Regions from separate parts of the Rattus norvegicus genome. Here region 1 is linked to region 2. The links are chromatin contacts, called in public Hi-C maps. All regions are on one chromosome and are shown on one strand. Each heading gives the region's core, a stretch centred on a gene start, on an enhancer-like site or on the middle of the called end of the contact. The rest is flanking DNA. Distances are from core to core; before and after follow the strand shown. Region 1 holds the start of Raf1 (Raf-1 proto-oncogene, serine/threonine kinase). Region 2 overlaps Raf1 (Raf-1 proto-oncogene, serine/threonine kinase).

Region 1 (4,194 bases), core at 1,006-3,505, 43 kb after region 2:
GGATACTTTTTGTCATAAGTGAAAGGTTCTCAGTCTTTTTACTACTGGGCCAAATCCCTTAAAATGCATTCAAAAGCCTTTCAGTCAAGCCTCTACTTCACAGGCATACAAGATCCTTTCAACTACTGACAAGACCTTAACAAAGCTGCCTGATCCCACTTCAGGGCACAATCCCAGCCTTGCAGACCTGAAGATAAGCCTTCGAACAGAAACATCAGCAGGTTTATTTTTCCAAGTATCCAGTCTCAGCTAGGTCAAATGTTGCTGCTGGATTTTAAACAGCTTACTTAGCCCTTGAAGTGATAAGAGTAAAAACAAATCAAAAGAACCTCAGTGTTTTTCAGTGGTTCACAATACCAAAGATTTGGAAACTGCCCCTGATGTCTCTTCACTTCTAAATAGCCACTTCAGCATAAGCCTTAATCAAATTAGCTATTTTATTAGAATAACAAAATAAAATGTTCATGGGGCTGGAGACTTAACAAAGCTGCAACCTGGGAACTCAGTCTAAAGAAAAGTCTACTACATAAATAGGATTCATTAAAAAATACTTTCATGCTACACTTTTCCAGGTGTTTTCTATAATCTGCCGAATTCTATACGTTTGGGGAACGTGTTTTTACGTGGTCAGCAGCGATTTAAAACTCAGGAGTTAGTAAAGAATATGTTTATGACCTCAGTATTTTTGAAGGCAGGTATAACCTTAGAAAAAGCTGCAAGAGTATCTCTGAAGAGGAACCAGTGAAAAAGCACTAAACATTTCCTATCAATTACCAAAACTGGTTAGCTAGACTTAACAAGGTAAATCTTGTTCACTACCATAGCGGGAGGGGAGCAAAGCAGCAACCCGCAAGAACTAAAAATTCACAACATGAAGTTAATTAACAAACGAACTAGTTCACTATCCATCACACAGACCCTTCGCAACTATCAATTTTCCTCTTAGACCCTGCCGTCCGCCTACCTGCACCCCATATTTACTAACTGCTCCCCAAAATCATCCTAACTCCCGCAGGCTACGCCCCTGTGCCTTGGTGCCAGCTGTTTGTTCCCCCGCTGACAATGTCCTCCCCGCTACCTCACCTAGCGAACAGTCCTTCCAAACTCCGCGCAGAAGCAAGCAAGGAACCTCTGGGTTTCTCTATTCTGCACCTAACTGTTCTAAATCCCAAGAACACTTGGGAAAACAAGCCTTATCACCGCGCATTGTTTTCACGCCCCGGGAGCTAAGTCTCCACAGACCCCACAGGACGCAATGCAGGCATCCATACGTGCCCTGAATTCATTCCCCACTTCTATACACAGACCTGCCCCATTCCCCAAGACCCGGTCACGTCTCAACCCGGAAAGAAGAGATCCGACTGTCCCTCCAAACAAAGAATGAAAACCAGAGGCACACCCTGGGCCCTAAAGAGAGAACAATGAATGAACACGGCCACCTCGCCTCCCGTGGTGTCCCAACTCTGCATCCTTCACTGGCTCTGCAGAGCCTAGGAGGCTGTCGCTTCACACAAAAGGCAGTCCAGCTCCCAATCTCGAGCATCCCCGGCCTCCCATTTGGAAGCTCCGGGCGAGGTCCCACGTCTTTGTGACGGGGCACTGACCCGTTTCTCGCTGCCGTCCCTGATTCTTCTCGTCTTCCCTAAAAGGGTGTCACTTAAGCGAAGCAGCCCGAGAGGAGGTGCAAGGCCGGGCTCCCCCCACTTCTGCGGCCCGAGAGAAAAAGAATGAGCCCATCCCAGTGACAACCCAGACACTGGGCAGCTCTAGGAGGATTTTTTTTCCCCATTGCCAAAATATGAGGAATGCTCGCTGGGCACCGGAGTGGCGCTGGCACATTTCCGAGAAACACTGGGAAATCTGAGCAGGGGTGTGGAAACTGGCTCGCCGGCCATGACACCCAGCCCTCGCCCGACCCGCCACCAGGATGACAGCGGCCTGGCGGACCCTGCGCCCCGCGGCCGCACCGTCAGCCCTGCGGCCTACCTGAGGGAGCCGGGCAGCACCGGGTCCCGTAGTGCAGCGACAGCGGTGGTTGAGAGAACGGGTTGCGGTTACATTCGGCGTGTCCCCAGCCCGGGGGACGGGGCCCCAGGAAGGCCCCGCATCGCTGCACTAGCGCCCCGCGCCTCAGGGCACGCGCCCCAAAGCTCGGCCAGCTGGCCCGTCTGAGGGCCTGCGGAGAACGGCAGAGAAGCCTTCCTGCTTCAAGCTCGCTCCGTTCTAACTCCCGCCATCTAAGATGGCGGAACAAGCACCCGCGATGAAGACGCTCTCAGGCTGCGGCGGCGAGCTAGCCCTGCGCTCGACACTCGTCTTGGCGACCTGCGGCGCCGCGGACTCACTGCCTCTGCGCGAGCTCCTGAGCTCGGCTGTCCGCTTAAAACTTGGCTCGGGGATCTATCGCTCGGGCCTGGAATCTGGCCCCGCCTCTGGAGGCGTGGCCCTCGCGGTACTGTGGCCGCCATTTCGGGGCTCAACCTGTGGAGGTACAGTGACTGCTTCTGGTCGGAGGCCAGCGGCAGTGGGCTGCAGCCTCGGTCCGGCCACCCGCGAGGCCCTCCGAGGACCAGACGCGCCAGATGACACACAGCCCAGGGCCCAGCTTTGGTGCTTCCTTCCGAAGTTGACATCCATGGAGAATGGCGGCTTACGGGTTTTGCGGGAAAGCTCTCATACTATATTAAACCTCAGGTTCCACATTTGTATTGCAGATCGAGGGTTCACTGTAGTACACCAGATTGACCAAAAACTAAAAGTATGGTGTTGCACACCTGTAATCCCAGCGCTTGGAAAGTAAAGGCAAGAGGATCAGGAGTTCACAGCCATGCTGAGCTGCATGAGACCCTGTAATACCCAATTTAATAAAGATGGAGAAAAAAATAAAATTGATGCGCCAATATGGCCCACGGAAAACTGAAGCCTGTTGTGAGCCTTCGTACAACCCCAGTGGAATAGACACCTAAAGGACAATGTGACATTGTCAACGTGCTTTTTTTTTTTTTAATCCCTCTTTGAAATAGGTTCTCAATTTTTTTTATCTCTTTGTTTATTTGTGGTTTTTCGAGACAGGGTTTCTTTGTTTAACAGCCCTGTCTGTCCTGGAACTCACTTTGTAAACCAGGCTGACCTCGAACCCAAAGAGATTGGTCTGTTTCTGCCTCCTGAGTGCTGGAATTAAAGATATGTGCCAGATTCCCTCTTAATTGGAGGTTGACCTCAGACTCCCATTCTACCTCTGTGTATTTTCAAAGTAGCCATTTGGTATCTGCAAGGTGACTCAGTAAAAAGTTTGCAGAGTAAAACCTGGTGGTGCCATGATGGAAGAGAGAACAGACTCCTGAAAGTCATCCTCTGACCTTGATTCGAACCCAGTGCTACGTGCTCAACCTGCAAACCGCATTTACAAATACACATACAAGTTTTTTAAGTAACCATTTATAAGTAAACATCTCTTGACATTTAGTACATTTACAGTGTTGTGTAACCACAGCTTTAGTTCCAAAACATTTCCATTACTCTGAAATAAAATTACCTACCAAGCAGTTTCTCACTAGCTTCCTACCCCCAGCAACCGCGAATACTAATTTTGCTACTACAGACTTCTAGATTATCTTGTATGTGTGGATACTTATAAGGTATGGGTTCTTTTATGATTTAAGTCTTTCCACTTAGCCTGTTTCAGTCCTCTTTAGGGCTAAACTATTTCATTGTAAGTTTGCACCAGATTTTCTGTCTAGGATAACGATGGAAGTTTATGTTCTTTCCATCTTTTGGCCTTTGTGCTGGTTACTTTTCTGGTTTCTGTGACAAAATAATGGACTGGACAAGTACAGGGTTAAAAAAGAATGAATGAAAGAAACAAAGAAGGAAAGAAAGAAGGAAAGAGAAGGAAAGAAAGAAAGAAAGAAAGAAAGAAAGAAAGAAAGAAAGAAAGGAAGGAAGGAAGGAAGGAAGGAAAGTTGGCCCAAAGAACAGTGGTTAGAGCACCAGCTACTGTTGCAGACAACTTAGGTTCAATTCTCAACACCCACATGAGAGTCACAACCACCCATAACTCCAGTTGCAGAGAATCCAATGCCCTTTCCTGATCTCTCTGTGTACCAATCACATAGTGCAGATATAATGCAGGCAAATGTTCATACGCATAAATAGATATAATAATAATAATAATAATAATAATAATAATAATAA
Region 2 (4,576 bases), core at 877-3,376:
AAATTGACTGACACCACTTTTTCTGTGTCCAGAACAAGGAAGACAGGAAACCATAGTGATTTAAGCAAAAACTGTTGTTCAGGTCCTCTTCCCATTTGCTGAGGATGAATATTTCCAAATGTACCGCACATATGACATCACTCAGGCCCCTCCTATCAGCTTCCAGAAGCCAACAAGCCACTCCCCTGGTTACCCAAAGAGCAATAATTCATTCCTTAAGATAATCCCCTATGCAAGGTAGGGAAATGGCATCTGTCTAAAGTACTATTGTTTCCTAATGAAGACCAGGAAGGAAACCCCAGTTCCTGAAAAGGGAGGAGAGAATGCAGATCAGCTCCAAATCAGTACAGCTTTGGAGAAGAGTAGACCAAGACTCTGTCTCAGAATCTCCCTAGTCCTGAAGGAAGTCTATGTATCAGCTTGGGAACAGACATGGAAATCAATCTAGCTAGATAGAGGTGATGACAAGTTGAAGATGAGCAAACTGGCTGAATAAGCAGAGGAAGGAGGAGTCACTCCCTGAGATGCTCTCTCCAGCCAGGGAACTCAACCACAGAAAAACCAAGCAAGAGGTCAGTGACAGAAGAAGCACTGCTCCCTAAAGAGGACAGAGTCAAAGGTTTAGCTAACATAGTAAAGAACAATACATATGTGGTGCTCTGTTGCTATGGGCCATGATCTCAGCTTTTGAGGATGGGGAAACCACCTCTATCTTGCTACCACCACTGGAAATAAGGTGTATTTTCCTGGAAGTAGAAATTCCCTGCCTCTTTCAGTCTTGTGGCTATCAGACAGTCAAGATGTAATACTCATCAAACTGAATACTTGGCATATTCCAGGCCCTAGGCTCTGTCTCCAGTACCACCAAAAAGAGATGGGTGAGGAAAGCATGAATGACAAGAGTTTCCTTTAGGACTGTAGAAAATGTATACATATAGCAAAACAACACGAGATGTTATTCCTCAGGTCCCATCTATCTTGCTTTTTGAGACAAATTCTCTAACTGATCTGGAGTTCAGCAAGTAGGTTAAACAGGCCAGCAAGTTTCAGGGACCTGCCTATCTATGTCTCCTGGTGATGAGGTTACAAGAACAACCACAGCCAGGGTTTTATGGCAGTCTGGCACTCAGATAGCATGGCAAGCACTACACTGACTAGCGTATTTCTTCAAGCCAAAGATGAAAAGGGATAAGGGATAGGGGCCCCGGGGTTATGGGGGAGAGAAAGGGCCAAGGGACAAGGAATAAGGGAAAGAAGACAGAAAAGAGGAGAAGAGTGGGCTAAGGAGATAGCTCATCAGTTAAGAGAACTGGCTGCTCTTTCAGAGGTCCTGAGTTCAAATCTCAGCAACCACATGGTGGCTCACAACCATCTGTAATGGGATCCAATGCCATCTTCTGGTGTGCATGAAGTCAGGGTACTCATATACATAAAATAAATAAATCTTTAAAAATTATTTTTAAAAAAAGAGGAGAGGGAAGAGACGTCTTTCTGTATATTTGAATGTCTCTAAGTGGTATGTGTGCAAAGATTCCCTTGGAGGCCAGAAGAGGGCATCAGAGCTCCTGGAACTGGAGCTACAACTAGTTGTGAACCTCCTGATGTGAGTGCTGGGAAGTGAACCAAGAGCAGCAAATGCCATTAATGAGCCAACTCTTCAGCCCCTAGCACTCTTAAGGGGGGGGGGGGGGGGGGATAGAAACCACAATGCAAACATGTTCAGAGTACCCACTTGCATGGCAAACACCAGGAAAATTCTTCGCAGTTAAAAACATGCCTTCTAACAGTGCCGCCTACATCCCTGGATATTGCTGTTAGGATCTCCTATGCACTGTAGATTTTAGGACAATGTCCAGGCAATAATTTCAAGTTCTCAGTAGCAAATTTTTCTGAATTGACACTTTAAAAATAAAGTATATACACACACACCAATCCCTAAGAAGCAAATACAAAGCATTTGTTATAGAACAAGTTATTTGTGGCCAGGAAATGCTTAGAATTCTAAAAGGTGGCCCCCTGGCTCTGCTCTTACCCTTTGTGCTCCTGAAGAAGTCTGAACACTGCACAGCACTCTGGCTGCAGGCCTCTAACCTTCAGAGCTTTCATAAGGCAGTCGTGCAAGCTCATCCCATTCCGCACATTGACCTGCAAACAAACGAGCACCTTTAGAACCAATGTAGGCTACAGCACCCCTTGCAAAAGTGAACCCTGAAGTGCACACACCCACAGGTAAAATGGTATAGACTTATTTCATACTGTTTGCAATAGTGAACGGACAAGGAAAAACACCTCAACATCCAGAATTAAGTACAGGCGAATGCACACAGACCTGACTCAGCACTGGCAACAATATGCGCCTCCTGCACTACCCTGCATTACTATCTGAGGGGACAGTAGTCTGTGGCATGGTAACTGGAGAAAGTATTTCTATTAGAGTAATACAGAGTAAGGGTATTCTTAAAGTGGGGAAACCAATATGTGTTTATGCATATTGTGTGGTTTAGAAAGATGTATGCCTTGCTATTAACATTAGAGTTCTGGAAAGGTACTTTTTGCCAAGCCTGACAACTGAAATTCAATCCCTGAGACCAATATATCATGAAAGCAGACACTAACAGCAGAAGTTATCCATTCTCTGATCACCACAAACGTTACTGTGGAGCACAAATACACACAGGCGCACGCGCACGCACATGTACAGGTACACGTACACACACACACAAAAATATGTTTTTAAAAATAATTTTAAGTTGTATGGTGGGGAAGGGGGGGATACACTCTAGTTATCTGGACTTGTAAGTGTATATAAGCAAGTCCAACAGAAAGTAAAACAAACATGAGATAAGGCTTTATAATAAAATCTTACCTACTTTCAACAAAATGGAGAGATGATCTTCCTAACAAATTTCAAAGTAGTAAGGGTGAATGGGAAACAGATGAGCAAAGTTCCTGCTTGACTTTAGTGGCAGACACCAATGTATACCAGACAGCCTAGGCAGTAGGTGCCCCATGCAGTGTCCTAATCTAGGCTTCAAAAACTAGGTGGCTGCTTGGAAGCACAATGCAAAGTGTCTGTACCCACAGTGTTGAAATACTGGATAAAATATTAAAGAGTCGATATTTTTCCAAAATATCAAAGCCTAGGAAATTAATTAAAAGAGAAAAAACAGAAAGAGTCGCCAGAACCATCAAGGACAGCAGGATAATTTGAAGTGACTATGAACTGCCTGCACAGAACCCTGTGGCTGACTGTAGAGCTCTGCAGAACCAATCTCTGCCCTTTTCTCTCCTCCTTTCTAGCTGGGTTAAGACAGAGATGAGTCTTAAGAAGCAAGGCAGAGCTGTCTAACAACGTCAAAGAGACCACACCACCTGGATCCAAAGTGGAGACAAAGCTAGTAGGAAGAGCAAGAGTGAGTCCAAGGAATGACAGCGCATCTGTTTTCACATAGCCTGATTTTGATGTCACTGACTACTAACAGGGACTTAGCTGGCCAGTCACCAATCGCTAGGTCAGTAAGGGAGAACTACAGCATAATTTGAGAGTGTAGGACACACAATTTAGGGGTGACAGAGGTCAGAAAGTTCTCCTAAAGGATCAATTACATCAGAGGAAAGAAAAAGGGTTTCTAAGCAGCTCTGAAATCTCCTCCTTTGCTGTGAATGAGGCCATCTGACTCTTCAGATTAATAAACCTTCCTTATCACAGGAATACTAAGGGAAAGAACTGGGGAACTAGCGGGGGCAGAAGTCACCCATACTTGTAAATCATGTTGCCTATTTAAACAATTAACATTCTTTAAGTTTCTTAAAGCTGCATGGTCCCTTGCATCTATTCCCAACATCTTGAGTCTGAAACAAATGGCTGCTTTGAATTTAAGTCCATGTGCTAGACTACAGAGTTAGGTTCTGTCTAAAGAAAAAAGTTCCTTGGACATACCAAACTAGTTCAGACAAACCTTACCTAGGATTTGTATCAAAACAAATGAAAAGGTGTGGGTGGAAACAGACAGAAAGAACTGTTATGATCAGCCAAGGGTAATCCAGGTGATGAACATACCAGAACTGTTACTGTAATCTCTTTACTTTCACAGGTATTTACCCTTTAACACCTTCCTAGTGTCCAGCAAAACGAGACAGACAATGCCTGCACTAGAGAGCTGAGCTATAAAGACATGAGAAGAGAAAACAGCAAAGTTCTAAACTCACACACTGACACCTATACTGGCACCTATACTGCAGGCAACAGCTTTCAAAACTGTAAAGTTTGGTATGTAGTTATTTTACTGTTTCCATTAGAAGTCACAGGTTCTGAGAGCTAGACAGATCTTGATTCTCTGCTCCACTGATGTCCCCAGATGTAGACAGCATGGGAAGCAGCAGACGAGGGCTTTTCGAAAGAGACTCCTTAGCCTTCTGTGTACCGACACATCCAAGGAGTCTGCGTCCATAACTTTGGAATACAGCCCAGGAACCTGTCCTGCCAGGTGGCTGGTTGTAAGGGCAGCAGTCTCAGCTCTAGTAACTCACTTGTCCAGTAACAATGAGAAGCAGCTACCAGAGAGATGTGTATGTT

What was found. A called contact is a pair of places that touch in the nucleus more often than the background predicts.
Region 1: a contact with region 2 is called in a Hi-C map of liver, with 4 times the contacts expected there. The contact joins the promoter of Raf1 here to the enhancer-like site in region 2. A contact is called at or near these places in 9 of 12 Hi-C or Micro-C datasets (Schwann cells, frontal cortex, hepatocytes and 5 more) and 1 of 1 datasets of contacts at active chromatin or transcription factors (oligodendrocytes).

The regions. Positions count from the first base shown.
Region 1 is chr4:150,410,558-150,414,751 of GRCr8, forward strand. It overlaps Raf1 (Raf-1 proto-oncogene, serine/threonine kinase), which reads right to left and starts at 2,256. Exons shown (of 17, transcript NM_012639.2): 1 at 1,987-2,256.
Region 2 is chr4:150,367,670-150,372,245 of GRCr8, forward strand. Raf1 (Raf-1 proto-oncogene, serine/threonine kinase) reads right to left here. Exons shown (of 17, transcript NM_012639.2): 3 at 2,033-2,145. Among named protein-coding and RNA genes, the nearest start is that of Mkrn2, 36 kb to the left of the region's middle. Within about 2 kb of position 2,127, at least 1 of the 93 cell types and tissues checked has an H3K27ac peak or open chromatin away from gene starts, as enhancers often do. A contact at or near this core is called in liver, where this site is marked.